2 separate regions of the Cricetulus griseus genome follow, and region 1 is linked to region 2. Evidence: chromatin contacts called from public Micro-C data. All regions are on one chromosome and are shown on one strand. Each heading gives the region's core, a stretch centred on a gene start, on an enhancer-like site or on the middle of the called end of the contact. The rest is flanking DNA. Distances are from core to core; before and after follow the strand shown.

Region 1 (5,672 bases), core at 392-2,891, 51 kb before region 2:
AATATGCAGAAACAGGGAATCGGGGAAGGTGGAAAGATCTAGAAATTTGGGGATGGAGAAGGCAGAGGCGCAGGAAGGACAGGCAGAAATGATAAGGTGTTCCGAGAAGGGAATGCGTGTGGAGACTGGAAGGTGATGGAATTAATCTATTGTGTGTGGGCACGTGCTATGACAAGCATGTGGAGGACAGGTGACAATCTGAGGGAGTCAGCTTTCTCCTCCGCCATCTGGGCCCTGTTGATCAAACTCAGGATTTCAGGCTTGGTAGCAAGTGTCTTTTTCCACTGGACAGTCTTGCCAGCCCGGGAAGGCTACTGACATCTTTAGGGAGAAGAGTTTGGGAGGCATGGAGGAGGGAGAAGAGGAATATTTTATGAGTGCTCTCTGTCTTTACAGCCTGGCTGTATGAGCTAGGCCTGTTTCCTGGCACCCAAGGTGACGGGGTGAGAGAGTGTGTCATTCTCTAAGCCAGGGGGCCCACTGCAGCTTAGTGATCTTAGGGTCCTCCCCTTTGGATTAAACAGCTCATGCCTGCCCAAGTTGTCTCTGCCTGCCCCAGGTCCTTTGCACCTCTGTTTCCCACCATTTGATAATCTCCTGGTACTGAAATGGCTCCCTCCTTCACCTTCTGGTGTGGCTTGACTGTCACCTTCCCTAGTCACCATGTTTAAAGGTGTTCCTGTGGGCTGGGACATGGCCCATTTAGTAGAATACTTCCATCCAAGAATAAGTTCAGACCCCCAAGTCAGATGTGGTGTGCCTGCACTGGGCTGCCTGGGAGGCTGAGACAGGAGGGGCTCTGCAGCTCCTAGACTGGCTAGCTTAGCTGAATCAGGGCGTTTCAACTTCAGTGAGAGACCTGCCAGGTGTGGTAACTCATGACTTTAGTCCCAGCGTTTGAGAGGCAGTGGGAGCTCTGTGAGTTCCAAGCCAGCCAGGGCTACACAGAGTCTCAAAACTAATTAAATAAAAAGACTAAATTTAAAGAATAATTAGTTAATAAAACAAGGCAGAGAGGCACTGAGGAAGACATTCCATGTACACCTTTGCCTCTACACACACACACAACTCCACCCCCTTCCTTTTGATATCTACTTGTACTTAATTTTCTTCCTTGATGTCTTGTGCCACTTAAATTTCTTTTTACACTAGTTTAATGTGCTAACGGGGGATGGGATGGGTGGCTGTGTGGCCACCATCTTCAAGTGGAGGTCAAAAAACTCTTTGGGGCAGTCGGTTGCCTCCCACCATGTGGAGCTTAGAGATTCAGGTTGCCAGGCTTTGTGGCTAGCACTTTTACCCACTGAGCCATCACTCCCCCACCCCCATTTTTGGTGGATGGAGCCCTGGACTTCAGACATGTTAGGCGAGCCTCTGCCACTGAGTCACATCCCCAGCCCTTCAAGTCCTTGTCGGTCTCCCCAATGCAGTGCTCACGGTCGGTCTGTAGTTGAGCCGCAGGCCACCTCCAGCCTCTTACACATATCTGACCCACCAGGAACCCAGAACCACTTTGCACTGCTTCTCAGTGGGGTCCAGATAGTTCGGGACCCCCCAGCACCCTGAGGTTGGGCGCTTCCGCTCTGCTAGCGGCCGGCGCGGTAAAGGCCTGAGTCATCGCCGCCTCCAGACGGCGGCGGCCGCCGGCCGAGGGCGACGGCGGCGACGGCGGGAGGTGATGCGGGGACGCCAGGAGGGGGCGTGAGTGCAAAACCCCAGAGAGGCGACCGCGGGCCGCTCCTCGCCCCACCCCGCCGCCCGCTGCGCTTCCCAGCCTCCCACCCCGGGGACCATCCCAGAGAAGGCCTCCGGGCGGGCGCTGGAGGAGACCCGGTGCATAAGTTCCCCTCCTCCGCCCCAAGTTCAAGTTGTGAATCAAGCACTGCGTTGGGACTTGACTGCCTGCGAAAAGAACTGGCTGGGCCGGCGGCGGTCCCGAGGGGCTGCCCAGGTGACCCGCACTCCAAGTCCTCCCTGGCCCTGAACCCACAGGGGGATCCCCTCCAGAAAGATCTGAGACTAGGGAAGCCGGGAGGAAGAGTCCCGGCTCTCGGGAGAGCACCAAGTGCGGTGCGCACCGCTCGCTGCGGCGGCGTCGTCGTCGTCGCGGGCTCGGGACCCGGCTCAGCTCAGACCGAGCAGGTGGGTGGGGACACCCGACCCCCACCGGTCAGCTTTGGGTGGCGGGTGTGGGGTGGGTTCTGACTGCTGAAACCTAGCGGTTTGGGAGACGGGGTGTTGCTGGCAGGGGAGCCCGGGGATCGCCACTAGGGTGCAGAGGGGACTCGAGCGAGGATGGGGGTGGGATGTGCTGGGGGGAGGGGGCGGGGCTGGGATGCCGCGGCGGCGGGGGAGGGGCGAGGATGTCACCGGAGGGGATGTCCCCACTTCTGCAGGTGGGGGAAGGTCCGCCAGAGGCTCTGCGGGGAGGCGGGGGGGCCGGGCGGGTGCCCCCCTATTCTCCCCTCAGCCCCGCTGGCTCCGGGGCCGGAGCCGTGACGTCACGGCGGCTGGAAGTGCCCGGCGGTGGCGCGGGAGGGGGTGGCCGAGCCGGCGCCTTATAAAGCTGAGCCCGCGAGGCGCGCAGAGCCGCAGCCGCGTCCCCGGTGTCACCCCATCCCCATCCGGCCGGCCACCGCCCCCTTGGACCTGGTCATCCCGCCATCGCGGTCCTCCACTGCCCCCCACCCCGGTGGGGTGGGTGAGCGACAGCTTGAGTGCCGAGCAAAAGGGACAGAACACCTGCTTTTTGGGGTGCTGGCGCGGGGCATGAGGCGAGGGGCGCGATGTCGGTGCCGCTGCTCAAGATCGGGGCGGTGCTGAGCACCATGGCCATGGTCACTAACTGGATGTCGCAGACGCTGCCCTCACTCGTGGGACTCAACAGCACAGTGTCCCGCGCGGGCTCCTCGGAAAAAATCGTGAGTGGCCACTCGGGCTGGGGGACGCTCCGGAGGGGGGGCGTGGTGCCCGCAGCCCCCGCGGCAGCTCCTGGGAAAGGGACCCCAGAGCCCCAAAGTGACAGAATCCTGGGTAGAGGCAGGGATTTCTTCTCCCGGGGACGTGGTCTCTTGGGGGGTCCCCGGCTGGATCCCGAGGCACAAGGGAGCCTCATGCCCCGCATAGCTCTGGCTTTTATGATTGCATTTGCTGGGCTAGCGTCCTCTCTGAGGGGACCCGCCAGTGCCACCGAGGTACAAGCTGGCTCAAGCCCCAGGCGGAGGCGGCAGGGCTGCGGAATTGAACCAGATCCCGGCAGAGTGGGGCGGAGCTGGGCGGTTTTGGGGGAGCCAGGAGGGTGTTCTGCTATGTTGGAGTGGGTAGGGGACATCTCCGTGTCTCCATACATCTTCAGCCTCTTGGACTCTGCTTGATTGTGTCTAAGTGTCACTGAGTAGTGCTCGCTCTCTCTCCTTCCCTGAGTCTCTCCCCCCTTCTATTTCTGTCTTTCTTTCTGACTTAGTCTCTCTCTCTCTCTCTCTCTCTCTCTCTCTCTCTCTCTCTCTCTCTCTCTCTCTCTCTCTCTCTCTCTCTCTCTCTCTCTCTCTGTCTCCTGGCTCTATCCCTGAACCTAGTACCAGCATCTCCCTTCCTATGTCTGTCTCCCAGAGGACTGACTATTGATCTCCCTAACTCCTCACCCTGAGAGTTAAGAGGGGGGCTCAGACTGGGGCAGAACTCATCAGCCTCCCTTCTATTTTATCCCCCTGCTTCCTTCTGGTAGCTTCCTGCGGGGGGGAGGGGCACATTCGGTTCTATTAATCCCTGTGGCTCTGTCCTGTTGACAGGGAAGGATGCTCTTCCATTGAAAACTTCCCTCATGCCCCGCTCCCTGTTCCTACCGGAGCCCCTCTGATCTTTAGTCTGTTTGTGGGATTCCCCTCAATTTCACCCGTCCATCTCCCAATTCTACCCTTCATGTTGTTGCAACCTCACCAGCCCCTTTTGCATCCATAATAACCCTCCCCTCCCCACCTGAAAAGGTCTTTGCTCCCAAAGCTGCAGCTGTGGGATGTGAGGGAGCCAGGGCACCGGTTCAGCCCGCTCAGGGTATGGCCAACCCCGGGCCAGGGAAAATCATCCTTTGCAATGTGATGTCTTTATCGGTGTCTGTGACATCGAGTGTCATATGTGTATGCCTTGGTGTGTCTGACTGCACCTGTGGTCTGGGGGTTTGGAGGGGCCAGCGAAGAGAAACTTTAGTGTGTCTCTGACATAAGGGTGCAGATGTATTCTCCCAAGGGTGGGTGTGTCCCTGTGTGATTGCTTTCCGATGGACATGTGTTCTGACAGTGCATCTGCAGTTGTATGTCCCTGACTATGGGTATGGGTGTGTTATATGACATGTGTTTGTATGCACAGGTGTGACACAGCCTTCTGACTGTTGTCATCAGACTGGTGACAGTGATGGTGTCATTGAAGTCATAAGCCAAATTCACCTTTCCATCTGAGTGAGAGTCTGTGTGAGTGCCTGTGTGCTGTGTGAAAGTGTCTGTGTGTATACGACCACATGTGCAGGCTGGGTAAGAATGTCTGAGTGATGATTTTTGTTTATGTTGAGCATATGCAGTGTGTGTGTGTGTGTGTGTGTGTGTGTGTGTTTGTGTGTGTGTACATGCATGCATGCCATAGTGCACATGTGGAGATCAGAGGGTGACTTGCAGGAGTCATTTTTCTCTTTCTATCATCTGGGTCCTAGGGATCAAACTCAGGTCACCAGACTTGGTGGCAAATGACTTAACCCAGCCTTGAGTTATGATTTTGTGTGTTTATACATTAAATTTTGGTATGCTTGTGTTTATATATACATATGTTTATGTATGCTTTGTTGGTGTGTATGTGTGCTGCTCTTTGTGTATTGTGTTTCTGTAAGTGTGGGGGAATGTGTCTGCGAACCCAGGCAGACCTGACACCTTGCAGCTAACAGCACCTTGGTGTAGAGTTCCCCCAAGCTGAAGCCCCCAGTTCTCTCATCCTCACCCCCACTTGCTCATTGCTGCAGCCTATGGCCTGATGCAGCAGGTTCACAGTATTTGCCATGCAGCTGAATCTGTAATCACATCTGAAATATTCTTGGATTCTATCTTCAAGTGGGTATCTGTTACATCCAAGCACATAGTGAGTCTAGAATGAGTGCTTTTTCATGTTTCTGGAGCTGAGGAGGTGGATGAGTGGGTGCAGCATTTGCTTTGCAAATGTGAGGACCTGAGTTTGAATCTCCAGAACCCAATAAAGTTGGATGAAGCCATGCATATGTGTAATACCAGCAATCCTATGGAGAGATGGACACCGGAAAATTCCTGGAGGCTCAGGGGTCAGCTAGTCTGGCATGCACAATGGTGAGCAAGAGACCCTGTTTCAAACGAATTGAAGTGTAAGGACATACACTTGAGGTTGTCTTCTGACGTCCACGTGTGCACCATGGCATACATGCCCCTGCACACACATGCTTATACATACACATTCCGACACTCACAGACACACACAAAACCACACCAAGACTAAATACATTTTCAAGTTTGTAAGTCAATTTCACCTATAAAATGTAAATAGTAATTCTTCTTAAAATGACATTTCTTTAGTTTGTGTATGCTTATGGGATGAGTATCTGTGTGCTATAGGGCTCATGTGGAGGTCAGAGGACAAAATCAGTTTTCTTCTTCCACCGTGTG
Region 2 (5,290 bases), core at 262-2,761:
TTGAAATTCATTCTGTAGCCTTAGCTGACATGACAATCCCCCTGCTTTAGCTTTCTGGGTGCCGGGATTACAAATGTCACCCACCACTCCTGGCTTCTTTTGAGGGCACCCTTGAAATTCTGCTCCTTTAGCCTCTACCTCCAAGTGCTGGGATTATGAGTGTATGCCACCACACCTGGTTCTGCTCTTCATCTGATCTTCTGTGTGGAGGGAGAGCTTACTGCAGGTTAGGAGGGTGAAAGCTGAGAGACAGGGCGGAAGTCACAGGTGTGGAGGGATGGCCTTGGAAGGTTACTAGTGAGATCGGGGAGAGGAGGGCTGGCAGGCATCTTTGCTGGACCTGCTTGCCTCTGTTTCTGTGAGTGGCTGGGAGGAGAAGCCCATTGTCTACTGAATGGTTCTCATTCTAGGTCCAGAATGTGTCTCAGTCAATGGAGGTCCTTGAGTTAAGGACATATCGGGATCTCCAGTATGTTCGCAGCATGGAGACGCTCATGCGGAGCCTGGATGCAAGACTCAGGGCAGCTGATGGGTCAGTCTCGGCCAAGAGCTTCCAGGTGGGTTCTTCCGAGTTCAGCTCAGAGGTCTAGAGAATGGTTGGAGAGGCATGGGGAGGTGGCCTAGTGAAGTAAGAGTATTTGCTGTGAAGCAAGACGGCCTGAGTTCCAAGGATGGGGGTCATGTCTGAGAAGAAATGAGAAGTTGACTAGGCTCTGGGGTCCGGAAGGCATCCTTTGGCAAGGACTGAGCACTGTATCTGAGATGACAGGGTGACGGTATGGGCCGAGGGTCAGGGGTTGGAATCGGCAGCCATTCTCTCCTGGTAATCAGGAACTGAAGGACAGGATGACAGAGCTGCTGCCCCTGAGCTCGGTGCTGGAGCAGTACAAGGCAGACACACGGACCATTGTGCGCCTGCGCGAGGAAGTGAGGAACCTTTCTGGCAACCTGGCTGCCATCCAGGAGGAAATGGGCGCCTATGGGTATGAGGACCTGCAGCAGCGTGTGATGGCCCTGGAGGCACGACTCCATGCCTGTGCGCAGAAGCTGGGTGGGTATGCTTTAATCCCTAAACTTGGCCCCTTATCTCCACACCAGCCCCAATGCTGCCTGTGTGCGCCAAAGCGAGGCATGCTTTGGCATCTAACTGCTAAACCTTCCTGTTTAGCCTCAAGGCGACAGCAGGCCCCAAAGCTGGAAATGGTTTTGGATTTTGATTTCCAGCCCTTTATGCCCATCCTGGGATCACAGCCTGGATGTCTCCTCCCCAACCCTTGACCCCATCCCTTCCCAAGCTTCCCTTGAACTCCTTGAACTCCTGCTGCCTCCTGTTCTCACTCCCACTGTTCCCGTCTCCCAGGCTGTGGGAAGCTGACAGGGGTCAGTAACCCCATTACCATTCGAGCCATGGGGTCCCGATTCGGCTCCTGGATGACTGACACAATGGCCCCCAGTGCAGACAGCCGGGTGAGTAATCCCATCCCCAGAGGCGCCCAGAGAATCCGCACTTGTGACTCTTACTTAGGTTTTATTTTTATTTAGTGTATATGGGGGAGGGGTGGTAGGGTTCATGACCAGTGCTACTGAAGCCAGAACAGTGCATTGGGTGTCCCTCCAGCTGGAGTTACAAGTGTTTGTGGGCCACCTGATATGAGTGCTGGGAATTTAACTCAGGTCCTCTGCAAGAACAGTAAGTACCCTTAACTGTTGATTTTTTTTTTCCCTTTTTCTTTTGAGACAAAGTCTCCCTCGGTAGACCGGGCTGACCTCATACATAGAAATCTGCCTGTCTCTGCCTCTTAAGTGCTGGAATCAAGAGTGTATGCCACCATGTCCAGCCTCTCACTCTGTTTTATTTTTTTATTAAATTATTATTTAGTGTGCATATGTACCAGTGTGACACAGCATGTGTGTGGAGCTTGGAGGACAACTTCCTTGAGTCAATTCTTTCCTTCCACCTTGGGTCTTGGGGATTAAACTCAGGTCGTCAAACTGGGCAGCAAGGGCCTTTACCCTCTGAGCCATCTCACCAGCTCACTCACACACCAGGGACACTCACAGCCCACCATCCTGCGTCCCTGAGTCCTTGGACCTCCCCTTGACTGCCTAGTGGCCATGTTCTTCTGTCCTTGTGAGTCTACATCTACTGACTAGAGAATATGGTTGCAGGGTGTACTCGTGTGTCCCTTAACAGCAGGGGACACATTCTGAGAACTGCACAGTTAGGCATTCTTGTTGGAGTGCAAACATCAGAGTGCTTGCACAGATTAAAGATGGCATGGGGTCAGGGAGGAAGAGAGCATAGTGGGCAAGAATGTTGACTGCACTAATTGGAAACCTGAGTTCAAACCCTCAGTACCCACATAAAAAGCCCTGAGTGGTATGTGCACCAGTGCTGTGGGGAGCAGAGACAGGAGGCTCACTGGTCACCATCTTCAGGTTCAGTTAAAGGCCACATCTCAGAGAGATAAGGAGGAGAAGATTGAGACAGCAGGACACCTGGTGTCCTCCTTGGACCTCTGCCTGTTTCATTTCTGTAGTTGATCCAATACTCGGACAAAAAGCAAATTAGGGAAGAAAGGGGCTTAGTTTAGCTTACAGCTCCAGGTTAAAGACCATCATTGTAGAGAAGTTGAGGCGGGAATTTAAAACAGCTAGTCACGTCACAACCGCAGTCAGAATCAGAAAGACGTGTGCATACATTCTTGTCTGTGTTCAGTTCAACCTCTCCATTCTTATACAGTTCAGGACTCCTTGTCTAATGAATGATGTAGCCCACAATGGGCTGGACCTTCCCACATTAATGAAAAATTAAGACAATGAACGCCCTACTGACATGCCCACAGGCCAACTCAATGTTGACACTCTCTCATTGACACTCACTTCCTAGATAATTCTCAGATGTTTCAAGCTGACATTAAAGCTAACTGTCACAAGCTGGAGAGATGGCTCAGTGGTTAAGAGCACTGGCTGCTCTTCCAGAGGTCCTGAGTTCAATTCCCAGCACCCACATGGTGGCTCACAACCATCTGTAAGGGGATCTGGTGTCGTCTGCTGGCCTGCAGGTGCACGTGTAGATAAAGCACTCATACATAAAATACATAAGTAAATAAACCTTAAATAGCTAACCATCACAAGGGTGATCACCAAGTGTCACAGAGCACAGGCAGTAACTCAACACCATTCCACTGTGATCACTGACCTTGACTGATGACAATGGCCCAACCAATTGGTTAGTTTGGAATCAGAATTGCACTTACCTAGTCCTGTCCATTCTTAGTCAGGGACACTTGGGCAGGTGCCTTAATATTGTTCCTCTAATTTTCTTATCCTCAACAATGGGCCTTAGCTTGATAAGGAGGGCATTCACAAGAGCTTTTAGCTGATAATGGTGCTGAGAGATTCAATGACATGCCAGGCAACCTTGTGCTTATGGGATTTAGCACTCACAATGAATTTGGGTCAGGCAGGGAAGCACACTCCTTTAATCCCAGCACTTGGGAGGCAGAGGCAGGTGGATCTCTGTGAGCTCAAGACTAGCACGATCTACATAATGAGTTCCAGGCCAGCCTGGGCTACATAGTATCTTCTTCTTCTTCTTCTTCTTCTTCTTCTTCTTCTTCTTCTTCTTCTTCTTCTTCTGTCTCATGGCTTTATTTCCTTTACTTTGTAATGCTCAAATTGCTTGTTATGAGTTTCCTCTCGTCTCTGGATGATCCTATCCTATCCTATGGAACACCACCAATTTAGGATCTTTTTGTTGTGTCTGTTCATAAAGGTGTGTGCACAGGCAGGTGTGTGCCAATGCATGTGGAGGCCAAGTCAACGAGAGATGTTTTTCTCTATTGCTCTCCACCTTGTCTTTTTCCTTTTAGTATGTGTGTGATATGCACACATTTGTGTGCAGATGTGTGAACTCACAAAGGCCAGAGGAGGACATCAGATGCCCTGTTCTATACTGTTTTACTCCCTAGACACAGACTGTCTCACTAAATCTGGAGCTAGGCTGGCAATCAGCAAGCCCCGGTGATCCTCTTGTCTCTGCCCTCAAAAGCACTGGGGTTACAGGCACATGTGGCCATGCGCAGCTTTTCACGTGGATTTTGGGTTCCAACTCAATCTTCATGCTTGCAAATAACACTGTTAATGGTTATTACAGAACTTGCGGCTCATCAGTATAGCTATGCTGGCTGGTCAATGAGCTCCAAAGATCTGTCTCTTGACCCCCCCAGCACTGAGGTTACAGCTATGTGCACCACTATGCTCAGCTCTTTAGTGGGTGCTGGTGATTCGAACTCAGGTCCTCATGCTTGAGTGGCCAGCACCTTACCCCCTGAAACCAGGCCCACTAATGCACATAGTCACCAAAGTATAACCAGTCCCAAAGGCCTTAGGAAGGACTGTAAGTAAGCAGTGACATGAAGACGATGGCTGATCACTGATGATCAAGGTTGGTCTTTCCTGATTGGCCAGTCCCTGAAGGTCACAGGTTACAGTCTCTCTACTGACTGGTGCTGCTCTCGTAGGTCTGGTACATGGATGGTTATTACAAAGGCCGCCGGGTGTTGGAGTTCCGTACTCTGGGAGATTTCATCAAAGGCCAGAACTTCATCCAGCACCTGCTGCCGCAGCCGTGGGCAGGTACGGGCCATGTGGTGTACAACGGCTCTCTGTTCTACAACAAGTACCAGAGCAACGTGGTGGTCAAATACCACTTCCGGTCGCGTTCTGTGTTGGTGCAGAGGAGCCTCCCAGGGGCTGGCTACAACAACACCTTCCCCTATTCCTGGGGCGGCTTCTCAGACATGGACTTCATGGTAGACGAGAGCGGGCTGTGGGCTGTGTACACTACCAACCAGAATGCAGGCAACATCGTTGTCAGCCGGCTGGACCCTCACACCCTGGAGGTCGTGAGGTCCTGGGACACCGGGTACCCCAAGCGCAGTGCGGGGGAGGCCTTCATGATCTGCGGCGTCCTCTATGTGACCAACTCTCACCTGGCCGGAGCCAAGGTCTACTTTGCCTACTTCACCAACACGTCCAGCTACGAGTACACGGATGTGCCCTTCCACAACCAGTACTCGCACATCTCCATGCTGGATTACAACCCCAGGGAGCGGGCCCTGTATACCTGGAACAACGGGCACCAGGTGCTGTACAACGTCACCCTCTTCCATGTCATCAGCACTGCCGGGGACCCCTAGGTGCCCCTGCAAGGCTGTGGGGAGCCGTCCCACACTGCCTGTGACTCCCCCAGTCTTCTCTTGGTCATGCCCTTCCTTTCCCTTCC

The links. Hi-C and Micro-C count contacts between places; a contact is called where the count stands out from the background.
Region 1: a contact with region 2 is called in a Micro-C map of the CHO-K1 cell line, with 1.9 times the contacts expected there. The contact joins the promoter of Olfm2 here to the enhancer-like site in region 2. A contact is called at or near these places in 2 of 8 Hi-C or Micro-C datasets (the CHO-K1 cell line and fibroblasts).

The regions. Positions count from the first base shown.
Region 1 is chr4:133,600,358-133,606,029 of CriGri-PICRH-1.0, reverse strand. It overlaps Olfm2 (noelin-2), which reads left to right and starts at 1,641. Exons shown (of 6, transcript XM_027411460.2): 1 at 1,641-2,142.
Region 2 is chr4:133,549,377-133,554,666 of CriGri-PICRH-1.0, reverse strand. It overlaps Olfm2 (noelin-2), which reads left to right. Exons shown (of 6, transcript XM_027411460.2): 3 at 411-557; 4 at 832-1,051; 5 at 1,361-1,467; 6 at 4,527-5,204. The coding sequence ends at 5,204. Among named protein-coding and RNA genes, the nearest start is that of Pin1, 17 kb to the right of the region's middle. Within about 2 kb of position 1,511, at least 1 of the 6 cell types and tissues checked has open chromatin away from gene starts, as enhancers often do. A contact at or near this core is called in the CHO-K1 cell line, where this site is marked.